Regions from separate parts of the Sus scrofa genome. Here region 1 is linked to region 2. Evidence: chromatin contacts called from public Hi-C data. All regions are on one chromosome and are shown on one strand. The core of a region is the stretch at or near the end of the contact, and the rest is flanking DNA. Distances in the headings are between cores, read along the strand shown.

What was found. A called contact is a pair of places that touch in the nucleus more often than the background predicts.
Region 1: a contact with region 2 is called in a Hi-C map of liver, with 1.9 times the contacts expected there. The contact joins the enhancer-like site here to the promoter of PRKCH in region 2. A contact is called at or near these places in 8 of 47 Hi-C or Micro-C datasets (alveolar macrophages, fetal skeletal muscle, heart right ventricle and 3 more) and 2 of 2 datasets of contacts at active chromatin or transcription factors (alveolar macrophages and skeletal muscle).

The regions. Positions count from the first base shown.
Region 1 is chr1:190,335,952-190,340,711 of Sscrofa11.1, forward strand. It overlaps PRKCH (protein kinase C eta type), which reads left to right. Exons shown (of 14, transcript XM_021062478.1): 6 at 436-565; 7 at 2,736-2,863. Among named protein-coding and RNA genes, the nearest start is that of PRKCH, 130 kb to the left of the region's middle. Within about 2 kb of position 3,205, at least 6 of the 83 cell types and tissues checked have an H3K27ac peak or open chromatin away from gene starts, as enhancers often do. A contact at or near this core is called in liver, where this site is marked.
Region 2 is chr1:190,201,805-190,206,465 of Sscrofa11.1, forward strand. It overlaps PRKCH (protein kinase C eta type), which reads left to right and starts at 3,237. Exons shown (of 14, transcript XM_021062478.1): 1 at 3,237-4,661.

The sequences.
Region 1 (4,760 bases), core at 1,955-4,454, 130 kb after region 2:
CCTGTCCTCTGGGTGCCCTCTCCCCAACCCCTGTCCTCATAACACAATTTCTGTAAGAACTTGTGATGATAGCAAGTGTATGTTGTCTATAACAGACTCAAATTAAAGGGTTCTAAGATGGGCATGTGGGCATTGGCAGGGAGAGAAATACAGCTGGAATGTAAAAGATGAAATGAAAATGTACATTTCTATTAATCTCCTAAAATGATGAACAACCTATTATATAGCACAGGTGTCTGTCCAGTCTTTCTCATTAGAAAATATGCTTAGTCTGCTTAGTAAGGCCTGAGTAATTCATCGTGGCTGAGCAGTAAAATAATATACCCAGCTCAAGTGTCATAGTACCACTTTACCTCTGGTGAACTGCTGTTACAGTTTCCACAAAAGGTGTTGGTATGGAATTTCAGCTCTTGCCCTCCTGTTTCTTTCTTACAGATTGCTGAGCAGAGGTTTGGAATCAACATCCCACACAAGTTCAGTGTCCACAACTACAAAGTGCCAACATTCTGTGATCACTGCGGCTCCCTGCTCTGGGGGATAATGCGACAAGGACTTCAGTGTAAAAGTGAGATGCTGGGGTGCCTGGTACCAACTTCTTCATGAGAGCACCATGGTGCTACGAGCTCTCAGGATTCTTTAGTTCAGAATCTGACTTAGGACCATTGGTTTTAGATACTTTGTACATTAATGTCTTAGTGGTTCTATATTTATGTGTTCCTTGTCAGGCACATAAAGAGAGCTACATGTGATCCACATATTCCCTAACTACGGAATATTAGTTGCTAAATTAAATATTCCATTTAGTTAGCTAGCCAGCTGGCCATCATCTATTTAGTGCTGAGTACAGGCTGCGTATTTACAAAGGTACTTGAAAGAGGTAAAAATGAGTTCTGGTCAGAAATGAAAAGTGGTAGGAGGTGAGGTGGCCAGTGGAGTAGGTGGGGTTATGAGTAAGAACTGGCAGGAGAGTTGGTCACCAGAGATAAGCAGGAATTTAGTTATAAAAGCATAACTAGAGCTGCCCTGCATCTTCTCAAAGAGCTTGATAGATATCAGAGGCACAGGTGGAATGAAGGACACAAGCTTTGGCCATGGGCTTGCACTTCAGCAGCTGTGCCCAGTGGAGCCTGAGTTTGGAACTTGTGCCTCAGCAAAGGGGCAGGGGATGAGAGCTTATCCTTGCCCTGTTAGGAGTTGAGGGGCTGTTGGCCTTGAGTCATCTCCCACTGAGTGTTGCTGTGACAATTTGGCTGTCATAGGGTGCACTGTCCCCTGCTGAAATATATGAGAATTTCAGCCTGAAGCCTTAGACACACTCTGAGTCACCAGGGAAGGCAGACTTTGTGTCAGTAAAAATGGCCTGGACTCACCAAGTCTGCTTCTCTTAACAAAAAGATCACTTGTCTTAAAGATCACTTGTCTTTAAGAAAGGCAAATTCTCTCATTTCCCTAGAGCACCATTTAATTATTCTTTTCTCAGAGATACATGGAATCATTCTTTTTCAACTAAAACAGCAGCCGACTCACATATAGCTTTGTTTCAGGCACTGCTTGACCATTAGCTGGATGCTGTCACCCGGGTGTGCTTTTGTATGGTTGTTGCTGACCTGCAGAGCCAAGGCTGGGGTTCATCTACATCATTCTTGTCCCTGGTGGTACTGAGGGTGGCAGGCCTGCAGGGTTCTGGCTCCTGTATTGCCTTTCTTGTCATGTGGTGCTTCAGAAAGGTGACTGCAGGCTTGTGTGTCTCTGCATCAGCCTTCCTGAGAGAGGTGGCTTTCCTAGGAAGCTATGAAGCTTAAGCCTCAGAGCTTCATTAGCTCCAAGAACCTTCCAGGCTCTCTACTTGACTGAATATTCTTTTTCTTAGAAAGGGCAACCCTAAATTGCATAAATTCAGGCCCCACAAAACCTGGATCTGTGCATGCTTCCGAAGATGGGCTGACACACCCCAAACACATATTTTGCTGCATCTTCTACCCCCCATCAGCAGGGCCCAGGGCAAGAACCCATACCAAAACTTTGCGCTGATTAAACCTCGGTTGTTTCATCATCCCAACTTAGCATCCTGTACACCAGGAGCCTAGTTTGCTTCACTCTCCTCTTCCAACTGCCACTTACTTTGACCTTTAAAAAAGTTACTTTTTTTTTTCACCCATGAAGCCACAGGCTGCAAGCCCCGAGAAACACAGCCCCACACAGGATACCGCGTTCTGTGCTATGAGGGTTACCCAAAGGTAGCGCTCAGAAAGCTTTACTTAGAGATTTTTCTCTCAGAAGCACCATCTTGTCTCAATAGCCATCTACATGTGACTTTAGATTGCCACCTTCTACTGAGAAACACAAGGAACCATATAAAGGCACTTGGCACAATTCCTTTTTATTCAGGTGGCAGAGCTGTTGCTGTGATGAACATTTTGAATTGTGCTGTGAAATCAGTGATGACTGTTAAAATATGATGTAGGTCAATGTCTTTCATCAGGTCACGACGGGGGAGAAAAGAAGGTATTTGAAATTTATGATTCTTCAGTGTACAAGGCTTTCTGCTTCTGCACAAAACAGAAATAGAGAAAATGTCAGGGATCATTGTGTCAGTTTAGTTTGATGAGAAAATGGCATTGTTCAGCCTGTGCAGTTCCTCGCTCACAGTCTTTCAGGTTCTCACAGTTCTTTTTCACAGCCCCCGTGGACACGGCTCCTTTCTCAATGTGGATCCCTTCTCCTCTTCCCTCCAGTATGTAAAATGAATGTACACATTCGATGTCAGGCAAACGTGGCCCCGAACTGCGGGGTAAACGCGGTGGAGCTAGCCAAGACTCTGGCGGGAATGGGCCTCCAACCCGGAAATATTTCTCCAACCTCGGTGAGATTTTGCTGTTTTTTTTCCCCCTGTGTTGTAATTTAGATGTTGTTCAGATGTGCTGAGCCCTGGTATCATGTGTGGCATAATCTCAGCAAATACAGTAAACAGACTGATTGCATTTTGAAAAAGCATTTTGTTCCACAAATAAGATTCTCTGCACAATTATATGACAAAGAATAATGAGCCTGCAGATACAGCAAGAAGCAGAAAAAGAACCTTTTTTTTTTTTTTTTTTTAAATCAGTTTCCTGTCATTGTGGTTGGGTGAAAAGCCTGGAATCCAGGGGCCTGAGTTCATGGTCTTGGCAGGGGCCCCAGCAGTGCAGTTGACCAGTAAATACAGGGCTCTGCTTCCTCCTCTCTGAAGGAATTGAACTGGAAGACCTGGGCTTCTCCACAGCCCTGGAATCCAGTAGTTGTGCAGTTTTTGTTTATAGATCAAGAATTAATCTCAAGTTCAGCAGCAGCCAGAGGCGGGGGTGGGAGTGGGGTTCTTCCTCTCTGCTCTTGGGAGTGGGTGGAGCGTATCTACCGCTGTGGATGTATTTTGTCCTGTCACCTCCCTGGGTGATCTCCACCTGCTGTTGTCCTTTAGCACCTCAGCCACAGCCCAGGCCTCTGTCCTATTGCTGCCTTTCTGGCCAGGGCATTGCAGAGAACTAAGAAGGAGCCATGATTACTGTTGTGGTTTCTCAAATGTGTAGCTTGAGGTCTGGTTTGGGAAAATTCTAGATTTAATGGTCACATATCTCTGGGAAGTGGATATCTCTTAGGAAGGGAAGTGCTATCACTGTCAGGTTCTTGGTTATCCAGACAATGTCATCACTAACCACTCCATTTCCTTTTTACTGAAAGGCCCCTTACCTGGTAGGTCAGGGGCTTAGACTGACATTGCATATCTTGATTTCAAAGGCACTGGTACAGTCCTTCAAGTCTGTGTGTCTTTCTTATGCACAGGCAGGCAGGATGCTATACCGTGTGCGGGATTTCTAATGCATGGGACAGCTGTGCCTGAAATCACAAGATAAGGATTTCAGCCTGCCCCAGGCTTTTGAAACACCCTGGGGATAAGCTGGGCAATGTGGCACCACCTCTAGGAATAGGCAGGGCCACCTGTCACTTGAAACAAGTATCTTTATACTGTTCTGAAACTTAATAGTGAGAAAACCTACATTACCTGTTATTTGACAGTTCAACATTAAAAAGAGACATCTTTAGTCTATCAAAAGAGAAAAAAAAAAAAGATTGAGAAACACTGGCTTAGAGTCTTCTGGCCAGGGCCAGCCCAACCAGGGGAAGTATTTAAATGGAGGAAGTGAAATTCAAGCTGGTAAAAAATTTTCTTTTTGAAAACTTTATTGTTAGAGATCTTGAGGAGAACCATTAAAGCAATTGGATTTTTTTTTTTTTAAAGGGCCGCACCTGGCAACATATGAAGGTTCTCAGGCTAGGGGTCGAATTGGAGCTACAGCTGCTGGCCTATGCTACAGTCACAGCAACGCCAGATCTGAGCTGCATCTTTGACCTACACCACTGCTCACAGCAATGTGGATCCTTAACCTACTGAGCAAGGCCAGGGATGGAACCTCTGTCCTCATGGATGCTAGTCAGATTCGTTTCCACTGAGCCACAACAGTGGATTTTAAAACTGATCCGTCTGTTATCTTCAGTCACTGTTTCACTGGGTGGAGTAAGTCAAATCCTTGTAGTTTCAGGCTGTCGTCTAACTGTGCAAACATTACTTAGAAATTGTCCTGATGACTTTTTTTTTTTTTTTTTTTTTTTTTTTTTTTTTTTTTTTTTTTTTTTGTTGTTGTTTTTTTTTTTGCGGCATATGAGTTCCGCTAGGTCGAATGACTGTAACCCTAAACACACCGAATGAGGTTGCAATCTACACA
Region 2 (4,661 bases), core at 1,987-4,486:
AAGAAAGCATAAACCTCTAGTCTATAAAAGAAATTATAATACACATTTGAAAGCAATCTGGACAGACATGCAAGTTGCTATATTGCATTATGTACAAGCTACTAGTGAGCAGGGTGGGGCTGTGGAGAGAGAGAAATCTCTTGCTCCCTTGCCTTCCTCATAAGTCAGGACCAGTTCTGGACAACAGCTATTGTGTAGGTGAGGTTTATATTGGCAGATAGTCCTTTCCTACAGGAACTTTGTGCTATGTGCTGGCTACTACCTGTCTAGTATCCCCTGGGAGTCACCTAATGACACATGACATGGGCTGGAGACAATCAGAGTCTTCCCCGCGATTGACTTAAGAATGCTATTACATAAAACCCTCGTTCTTCTGGGACTGTTAAACTGGAAAGCCTGGAAGTTGGGGCTACTGGAGACCATCTCTTGACTGTAGGCAGGTGATTTGAGACAGCAGGCTACGAGCCACAAGCATAGGTGTTTCTTTTTAACTGAGGCCTAGTCCTTTCTCTGTGTCTTAGATGGCATTCTTTCTTGGACTCTCAGAGCTGTGTGGTCTCCCTCCTTGCCTGCATTGCTCCCCTTACTAAAGAAGCCCCCTGTCTGGGAATCCCACCTTCCTCCCCAGCTCTCTCCTCTTGAAAGGGTGTCTTCACTTATTCTCTCTACCCTCCCCCTCTTTTTGTTTCTTTTTTATTGCAGCACCTGTGGCATATGGCAGTTCCCGGGTCAGGGGTCAAATCTGAGCTGCAGCTGAGGTTTACATCGCAGCTATGGCAACACTGGATCTGAGCCGCATCTGTGACCTATGCTGCAACTTGTGGCAACTTGGGATCCTTAACCCACTGAGCAAGGCTAGGGTTTGAACCCGCGTCCTCACGGAGACTACATCGAGTCCTTAACCCGCTGAGCCACAACGGGAACTCCACTCCTTCCGCTTCTTATTTCTCACCTCAGTCTACTCCACACAGGCTTCCACCTCTACCTTTCTACTGAATCGGCTCAAAGATTACTCAAGACCTGTCCCTTGCCAACTCCACAGGCCTTCTTTAGTCTTGTTTACTGAATCTTAGCATCCGCTGACCTAGCTAACCTTTCCTTCCCTGTTGAGAACTTTTGGGTTGCTTTCCAGAATAACTGGACACCACATTCTTTGGGTTTTTCTCTCATTCTCACCTGCCACTTCTCAACACCCCCTGTCTGCCTCTCCTTCACCTAGAAATGTTGAAGTTTCTGGAAGGCTCTGTCCTAAGCCCCTGCTTTTTTGCTTTTCTCCATCTACACTCTCTTCCTATCTTTTCCCCAAAGGGAGAGCTCATCCACTCTTCTAGTTTTTTTTTTTTGTTTGTTTTTTGTCTTTTTGCCTTTTCTTGGGCCACTCCTGTGGCATATGGAAGTTCCCAGGCTAGGGGTCGAATCAGAGCTGTAGCCACCGGCCTACGCCAGAGCCACAGCAACGCAGGATCCGAGCCGCGTCTGTGATCTACACCACAGCCCACGGTAACGCCGAATCCTTAACCCACTGAAAAAGGCCAGGGATTGAACCCGCAACCTCATGGTTCCTAGTCGGATTCGTTAACCACTGCGCCACAATGGGAACTCCCCACTCTTCTAGTTTTGACAGTGAACTATCCCCCAAAGGCTCTTCCATTTATGCCTTTAGCTCAGACTCCACCTCTGACCTTCACAACTGCATAGCCCATTTCCCACTTCAGATTTCCACTTAAGTGTCAAAGCTGTATCAAGCCTGACATGTTTCAAATTAAACTCTTCATCCCCCTCCACAAATTTGCTCATCTCCTAGAGTTTCCTAATCACTAATGGCTCCATAATCCACAGAGTTGCTCAAGCTGATTTCCTGCGAGTCCTCCTTAACACTTTCCTCTTCCTCATTCCCTCCATCGATCCATCACTTGTCAGTTCTACCACCTAAACACTTCTCAATTCCATGGACTCATCTCCATCACACCACTTGAGTCCAGTCTCCATCATCTCTGCTTTGGACTTCACAAACAGCCTCCTTACTGCTCTCCCCACACCTGTTCTTCATCCTTCCAGCCCATTCTCTTTTTTTTTTTTTTTTTCTTTTTCCTTTTAGGGCCTCACCTGCAGCATATGGAAGTTCCTGAGCTAGGGGTTGAATCAGAGCTGCAGCTGCCGGCCTATGCCACAGCCACAGCAACACCAGATCTGAGCCGCATCTGTGGCCAATGTCACAGCTTGCAGCAACACTGGATCCTTAACCCACTGAGTGAGGCCAGGGATCAAACCCGCATCCTCACAGAGACTGTCGGGTTCTTAATCTGATGAGCCACAATGCAAACTCCCCAATCCATTATTCACACAGCCCCAGAGAGAAATTTTAAAACCCCATTCTCATCCTGTCCTGGCCCAGAGGCTTCTGGCTTCCAGAAGCTTCCAGCTGTTCATAGTTAATGTCCAAAGACCTACCAGTCTGGTCAGTCTTGAATCCTGACCTACCTTTTCTGGCTCATTTAGCCACTCACCCCTCCAGCTACATGGAATCCTCCCTACTCCCCAAACAGGTCAAACTGTCCCTTTTCTCAGGAACCCTGAATATACTGAGGCTTCTGCTGTGAAATTCTTTAGGGAACCCTTCCCTGACCACCCCATCTCCAGGTTACAATATCCTGTGGCACCCTGGCCAGTTCCTCCACTGCACCCTCTATTTGTTGTTTTTGATCCTTTGAGGAACTGTAATCCCAGGAGGGCAGACACCATGCCTATCCTGCTCACTGCTCTTTCCCCACTGCCACATGCCTGCTGCCAACTGACAGGGCAAAAATAGAATGTCTGGTGTCCCTCATCACCCAAGACCAGGTTGGCTGGGTCACTGCCCACCATTTGGGACTGTCTTCTTTCATTGCTAAAGCCCAACAGCAGCAAACCCTTTAGTGGTTCTTAAAGCTAGAGTTTCACTCTCTGGAGGAGGATGACCTAAATGGTCCTCTTGACCTCTTCCCCTGGAGCGCTAGGGCCACCTTGGAGCTCCCTGGATGTTGGAGAGCTTGCTTTACAAGCCCTGTCTAAAACTAAGGAGTCATTAGGGTGATGTGTTGCATTCCTGCCCTGCTCTCCTAAGGAAGTTTAGCTGTTTTTAAGGCAGGCCCTCCCCACCAACCCATTGTTCTTATTTGTTTTCATTCTGTAGTGTGCCTGAGTAAAATGTGAACTTAGGTTTGAGAGCCCCCAAACTTGGCACTGGGGGTAAGGGGTTAGAAAGACTGACCTGCTCCCAGGAGACTTAGAATTGCCAGAGAGAATGTAATTAAGTATCTTAAAAATGGTTTAGGCTTGAGAGTAGACAAATTGGTTGAGCTGGTCCCCAGGGAGTAAGATTCTCCTGGAGAGAAGATTAAATGGAAAGGAGCTCCCATGGGACAAAACTGCAGAAGCCATGAGTGGAAAACAAAAAACCTGAAAGCAGTCCCGTCTGACTTATAAACAGAGCAACAGCCCAGAGTGTTCCTAGAAGAGACGATTTCTTTGGTGCACATGTGCCAGGAACTGTGTGTGTGTATGAACATTCTTCTGCCCTTGTTGTGTAAGGCTGGGTGGACCAGGAACCACACCGCACAGGAAGAAATTTATTACGTCTTAGCCATGTCTGTCTTCAGAACCCACCTTTCCTGCTCTTTGTGCAACAAGACACACCTCTCTGAGGAAGGAGGCAGACAGGATTTCCATCATTACTACTATCCTATTAAAACACACACACGCACACACACACAACCACCGTGTAATTACTCTCTGCAGGAAAGGCGCACAAACAGGATGGGCCCGAGCTGAACCTGGGATGAGCCATCCCTGTAAAGATTAGCAAAAGGAACCTCCCCGCCATGCACCCGCCTCTGGCCAGGGCCTCTCCCAGAGGGCCCGGCTGGGTCGCCAGCACACCTCCTACCGTGGGAGGGAGGGCGCGGGCGATTCCCAACCATGCGGGTTCCCTGCTCCTCCTCCTGTCCTCCAGCCCTCCCCGGACCTGTCTCCCGCGCCTCAGGTGTTTGCTCGGGCTGGGCCACCAGCCCTACCCTTTTTGGCCTGCACCTGGGGTAGCCTCCAGCCCAGAGAGCCCAGCCAGACCCGGTGGCAAGGAGCGCGCGCAGCGCGGTGAGAGCCGGCAGCGCGGGGCTCCCTGGGGTGGCGTGCGCCCCGCTACTGACCGACAGCAGGGCCAGGCCGCCGGCCGCGCGCCACGCCCCCAGGCTTCGGAAGGCGCGCGAGCCCGCGCGGGGTTGCTGTGAACTTGGAGCCTGGCGGCGCGAGGCTTTTGCTGAGGATGCGGCGGCAGCTGCTTCCTGGTTTGAAGCCGGCCGAGTGGGGGAGAGCGTGAGCCCGCGGAGGCGGGGGTAGGAGCAGAAGCCGGAGAGGCGGAGGCAGGAGACGCTTCGGGCTTGAGCTAACCGGACGAGTCGCTCCGGCTCTCCGGGGAGAGGCGCTTCCCGGCCCTGGAGAAGGGGCGAGACCTGTGCGAGCCCACGGGAGGCGCCGCGCGCTCGAGAGGGACGATCGGGCGACCCCGGCCGGCTGAGGGCTCGGCGCCCGGCTCCCCTCCTTTCCACCTCGCGAGGGAGGGAGGGAGGGAAGGAGGGGAGGGAAGGTCCGGTGGAGGAGGCAGAATGGCCAGTCGCGGGGGGCTT